Linked DNA regions of Mus musculus: region 1 is linked to region 2. A link is a contact called in public HiCAR-type data. All regions are on one chromosome and are shown on one strand. The core of a region is the stretch at or near the end of the contact, and the rest is flanking DNA. Distances in the headings are between cores, read along the strand shown. Region 1 overlaps Gm32196 (a long non-coding RNA gene). Region 2 overlaps Lpp (LIM domain containing preferred translocation partner in lipoma).

The links. HiCAR-type assays count read pairs that join an accessible place to other places.
Region 1: a HiCAR-type map of fibro-adipogenic progenitors shows a contact between it and region 2, with 3 times the contacts expected there. The contact joins two enhancer-like sites. A contact is called at or near these places in 1 of 484 Hi-C or Micro-C datasets (bone marrow-derived macrophages) and 1 of 115 datasets of contacts at active chromatin or transcription factors (fibro-adipogenic progenitors).

What each region holds. Positions count from the first base shown.
Region 1 is chr16:25,156,786-25,159,909 of GRCm38.p6, reverse strand. The region is part of intron 1 of Gm32196 (a long non-coding RNA gene); the gene reads left to right. Among named protein-coding and RNA genes, the nearest start is that of Gm32196, 20 kb to the left of the region's middle. Within about 2 kb of position 1,524, at least 10 of the 459 cell types and tissues checked have an H3K27ac peak or open chromatin away from gene starts, as enhancers often do. A contact at or near this core is called in fibro-adipogenic progenitors, where this site is marked.
Region 2 is chr16:24,494,183-24,497,049 of GRCm38.p6, reverse strand. All of the region lies in intron 3 of Lpp (LIM domain containing preferred translocation partner in lipoma), which reads right to left. Among named protein-coding and RNA genes, the nearest start is that of Gm24440, 89 kb to the right of the region's middle. Within about 2 kb of position 1,394, at least 100 of the 459 cell types and tissues checked have an H3K27ac peak or open chromatin away from gene starts, as enhancers often do. A contact at or near this core is called in fibro-adipogenic progenitors, where this site is marked.

The DNA.
Region 1 (3,124 bases), core at 275-2,774, 660 kb before region 2:
ATAGATAGATAGATAGATAGATAGATGATAGAGATAGAAGATAAATACATGCTAGACAAGTAAATAGATAAATAGAAAATAGTGTATAGATATATAATATGGAATATATAATATTAATAATAGAAATTATCAAAATAGAAACATTTTATAGACTTTTTCTATGCTGCCTTTTATTATATAAAGAATTTACATATTTTCCCCAGTTTGCAGAAGAGGAAGCTGGGTTTTAAAGTACTGGTTTAAAATACAGTTTAACCAATGAAAAGCATAGTTAAAGAAATTCTACAAATAATCTCTGCTTGCACTAGATAAATGAGCTTTTGCAAAGTAGGAAAGTTTTATCTGAATATTTTGCAGGAATAATAATAAATACTCTGGTCACCAGATTTTTCATTTTCTTTCTCCCAGGATAAGCAATACATTACCAAAAGAGCTAATTAATTATTAGCACTCATTAATCTATACAAGTGGTTCTCAACCTTTCCAATGCTATTACCCTTTAATACAGTTTCTCACATTGTGGTGACACACACCCCCAAGCACAAAATTATTTTTGTTGCTACTTTATAACTGTAATTTTGCTACTGCTATGAATCATAATGTAAATATCTGTGTTTTCAGATGATCTTAGGTGATCACTAAAGGGTTCATAACCCACAGGTTGAGAACCATGGCCTCTAAACCAGGATCCAGCAGCCCTTTCACATTGTACTGTCATAGGTTAAGTAAATAAATGTCAGTCCCTTGCTCTTACCATAGCATGCCCCTCAGAAATACCAGTGGTTGTCTATTTTCTGTAGTTATCAAAACTTCTACAAGTCAAGTGTCTTCCTGAGAATGTTTTCCCCAAATTTCTCCCTCACTTTCTACAGCCTAGACCATTCCTCTTTGAAAGCAAACTTTTTTGTCTGTCTGCATTTGCTAATGCACTTCTTAACCTTCACATCCTCCCCATTCTTCAACAGTAATATTAAAGACAGCTGTCTTTGGCAACACAGCTGAAATTCTTATTTGTTCATGGTGACCCTGTCTGACCTGGAGATATCCCAAGTCCCTAGAGCACCTATCCTCTTTTGCATAATACAGGCCATGGTCTCCATTCTGTTTACCAATAAAAGCCCTTGTTCCCTCCTCTTCTCCCTCCTCCTACCCCTCTTCCTCCCACCCCCTTCTCTCTCCTCTGTCTTCCTACCTGCACTTATGCCTGCATAGCAAACACAATGCCACTAAAATATTTGTATCGAATTAGTAAAGAAAAAATGAAATGTGGAAAATGTTAAGTTCTGTGTCTCTGCCTCAGGCAGAGCTTAACTGCTGTAAACAGCACTTGTGATTCCAAAGCCCCATTGTCTCACCAGACCCAGTAATGAAAGTCACTTCTCCTAATGACATCCTTGTGGAAACTTTTGTGACCAGCCAGTTGACATCTTTGGATCATAACCCAACTGCTAGTTTCAAAGGGTGACTCAACCACTAGCCTTAGGCAAAAATGTCAGTGTCACCATGCCCTCAATCAGTTCAAAGACTGGGAGTCAAAGAATTTCAGCACATCACAGTGTGTGAGCTGAGGCGTTGAAAAGTGTGCTCTCCACAAGCCAGACCCTGGGGGTAGTTGTCACCCAAATCATTCAAAAGAATAACCAGAAGGTTGACTTTGGTCACAGTCTGCTTCCTAGGAAATCATAAAATTATTCTACCCATGGGTGACAATTGGGAAGAGAACACTCAGTCATGGAAACCCTAATGCTATAAAGAGCCTACATAATATTATCAAGATTATTATTATTATTATTATTATTATTATTATTATTATCTTGATTGCCAATTGGAATCAACTAAGAGACACCTCTGGGTAAGGGAGTTCCCAGAAAGGATTGCCTGGGTGAGGAAGAGGCTTCTTGCTGTTCTCTGTTGCCATTGCCAGAGATTCCAGTATCTTCCATTTTCATTTTAACTATGTGCATTTCTGTGTGTTGGGAACTGGATGTGTGTAGTTGAAGGCATGTGCCTATAGAGTCTGGAAGAGGTAGCTAGGTCTCATAGAAATGTTGTTACTGGTGGTTGAGAACCAGCCAATGTGTGTGGGTGCTGAGAACCAAACTTGGCTTCTTTGCAAGAGGAAATAAATCATCTCTCCAACCCCAGACTCCAGCTTCTTTGGTCTTCCAAAGAGGTCTAAAGACAAAAAACTCTCCAAGAGTCTTCAGGTCTTTCTTCAGCACCAGATTGGGACTACTAAAAAAATCCAGCTTCAAGGACTGGATTTTTGTCCGCTCCCGCATTTGGGTGGTCAATGTTGGACTGACTACCCAGCCTCTATCCTGTAAGCCAATCTAGTGAACTCTGTTTTATAATATGGATATATTCCATCAGTTCTCTTCCTTTATATAACTGCCCAATTCAAGGGGCAGTTCTAGAGAAACTGAATTATAAGGATGAATTTCTCTATTGGTCTTGGTGGTAACTGTATCTGGCTTTCCAATTTAAAGGATGTGATCTTGTTCCTTGGGGTGGAGATGGGGGGGAGCCCTAATGAGATAGAGAAGACTGAACTGTCAGACTCTAATGGTTTTATTTAACCTTAGTTTCCCCACTCTTAATGGCAGATGCCTCTCTCAACCCTGCCCCTTGCAGTATTGCCCTGTCTATTCCTGCCTGGGGCAATTAATTCCGCACAGTCAACAGAATTGACAGTGACAGTCTTTGCAAAATATGCCATGCAAGACAATGATGATGTCCCTCAGAAGCCATGCTCTTCACCCATCTAGAACTACAGCCGGTCTTCAACCTTTGTATGTCCAACAAGTCACCAATGACAAGGTATATTATACCTCTAAAGAACTTTAGTGTTCTAATCTACAGAAGCAGATTTTTGGAGTTTGTGGGGGAATGTAACTAGTGGTAGGGAATAGTGTTAGAGGGAACATAAAACTGTAACAATATGGATGCATTGACAAGAGATTCTTGGTTTAGTTGCAGATCACACAGTTTCAATGGATACTAACTGTTTAGTTGACAGATTCGCTGAAGTATAGAGTAAAGAATAGCCTTCTAAGAACAAGCAAAGGAAGGCTCATATCCCTTGACTTAATGTTGATGAAGACATTTAAAGGCTTGAGGAAAA
Region 2 (2,867 bases), core at 145-2,644:
AAATGCCCAACAGCTCTCTTTGAGCCTCACTGTGGTCATTAGTAAAATGAAGGTAACACTCACAAGCCTGCCACCCTTATGGACAAGGTATAGAGAGCTGGTGAATTACTGAATGTGGAAGGGGTTAGTCCACTGTAAAGCGCTTATAAGCCTACGTCATCTATCATACTCCCCAAAGGATTAGTCATGGTCAATAAATTATTACTGTTTATATGACTGGTCTTTCCTGTGGTTTCCTCATAATAGCACCACGCATTTGTAACCATTAAAATTTATGCTTTTACTGAAGCAGAAGATGCACTGGTCTCGGTGTCCCTACGTCTACCTCTGAGCTATTTGTAGAGACTGCTAGAGAATCCCAGAAATCGTGCTTGCTCTTTACCCTTCGGTTCTGGCCCTGAGAAGAAGTCAACATGCACAGTGTTCAGTGCCTTCATTCTTTTATACTGTACAGCACAAAGTGCTCACACTCAGGTCATCTTTAAGATGGTGCCACCCAGACAAGCAAACGGTTGCCCTCGACGAGCACCATGGGTTGGAACTAGGTGATAAAGGGGAGTCAGACGCTACACGGAAGAATCTGATCTCGATATTACAGTGAACACCTAAGGCAAAAGTGTGGCTTTGTCTGGGCTCTGTTTGGTGTTAAAGAACACAATGGCAATTTGATGCAAATCGATCCACTTGGTACTGCTGAACAAGAAGGAACAACATGAAACACAAAGAAACTGATCTGTAGGCTTTGGGGCTAGAAGAGACTTTCAAGGACCAATCGTATTTGCCAGACAGAGAAATGAGGATCTGGAGAATGAAGCATGACTCAAGAGTGAGCTCTGACATGGCTTCCCCAGAACACAGACCTCTTGTCTCCCGATCTCTCCAAAGCAACCCCTCTGTTATACAGCTTCATCTCTGCCCTCCCCTTTCTCCCAGGACCAGGGGGCTGCTCTATAGCCAGCCTAAACTGTAACAGGGAAATGTAGTTCCTGCAGGGTCCTTAACAAGGGAAAGGGGGACTCCTAATGCCCTATGGCTTTCTCAGAGCAGTAACTTTCTACAGTTACTTGGGATAGACAAGCTGCCATTGCGATATAATAACCACAAGGCTGGAAATCTGTCAAGAATTTCCTTTATCTTCTGTCAGAGAAAGTTCCTTTATCTTATGTTAGAAATACACCTTGCGAATGGGGAGAGGTCAGCGTTGACTACAACCATCTACCAAAAGGGTAAGTCACAGATGCCCGTAACAAGACTACAGCACTTAGGGATAACAGATTGCAGAACCCATAAAGACAGAAAGCATTCAAAGCCTTTCATTGCCTCACACGCAGATGACCACACTCCATTCTTCTCTCAGTCTTATTTAACATCTGTGACAGCCCAGTGACTCATCCAGTCCCTGCCTGGAAAACTCTCTCATGCCCAGTTCCATCTTGTAGAGTGCAGGGAAGCAGTGGGACCTCCCTCCTGCTGGCCCCACTTCTCCCATAAAGCAGGCTGAATGGATAAGAGCAGCAATGACTGGGCAAGGCCATGGAAAGGCTGCATTGAATTAGTGTAAAACTGTGGTGTAAACCTGCGCCATGTACTAGATGCCTCCCTACACACACTGATTGTCCAGAGATAAGAGAATGGGGAAAGGAGGTGGACCAAGGTGGAAGAAAGGCATAATGTGCCTAGGATCGAGAAAAGCTCTGCCAAGCACAGGGAACAGTCTGCCAAACATACTTAAGGAAGTCACAATGGAAATGCAAAGCCAGTATTTATTCTGTCTTTTTAGTTCAAGTCACAGAAAGTATCTGGAAGAATTAGAAAATGCTTTGTTTGGGGAATTCCACAGGAAATGAAATTATCTCAGACAAAATTAGAAGGAAAGCAAACAGATACGTTAGATGTCTTGGAGATCACAGCATCCAGCCACTTCACGGCTGAAAAAGGCACGCCAGGAAGAAAGTGCGTTTCACAGTTGAATGGCAGTCGAACTGGGCAGAAAACCTATGTCTGCTGGCTGTAAGAATGATTTCTTAGTTCCCATCCCATGCTAGCATTGATTTGAACACTAACTGAATTAAGCCGACTCATGTCTGAAGAGCAAAGGGAAAATAAACTTTTCCCTGTGGCAGATGCCTGGAACACTGGCTTCTTTCTCAGAACTTCACAGTTCATGTCCTACATAACGTGGAAATCAAGGAGCAAGCGCCCTGTTTCTTCAGTAGTGCACGTACATTTCTTAGCAATGCATTGCATGTCTGGCATCCTCGTCGGCTCCCTCTCCTGCTCCTCTTATTACCATATTAGGCACTGAGTTCCAATGTCTGGGTCACAGGACTCAGGCTGTGAGTGTGAGTGCAATCTGCTCTCTGAGCTGTTTGTCTTTACTGGAAGCCCACTGAGTCCATCTAGGAAACATTCACAGAAATGCAGAGGGCAGGGAGAAGTGATTCACACCCTGAACTTAGAAAGGGGAGAAACGGTGCTTTGGTTTGGTTTTGATTTGTTTTCTTATGCTCACTTAAAGGGACGAGAACCAGATTGGAAGAGAGGGCGGCAAGGTTAGCAAATCTCAGAGGCTTCTGTTCTCCACCGTGGAAACACGGGCCATGGATGAAGCTGTGTGAGGAGAGATTCCTGAGGCCTTGTGAGAAAACTCAAACAAACAAACAAACAAAAACAACAACAACAACAAAACCCAAAAAACAAACAAACAAACAAACAAAAACAAGACAAAAGTCTTGTGAAGTAAGTTTCTTTAAAACAAAGAATGCGATTTTGTGTTCCCCCCACGTGAAGGCATGGGAATGAGTTTACTGCAGCTGTTTTAGTCACGTGCCTCTATGGGAAAACATTTCTTGTCGTGTCCTTTTCAT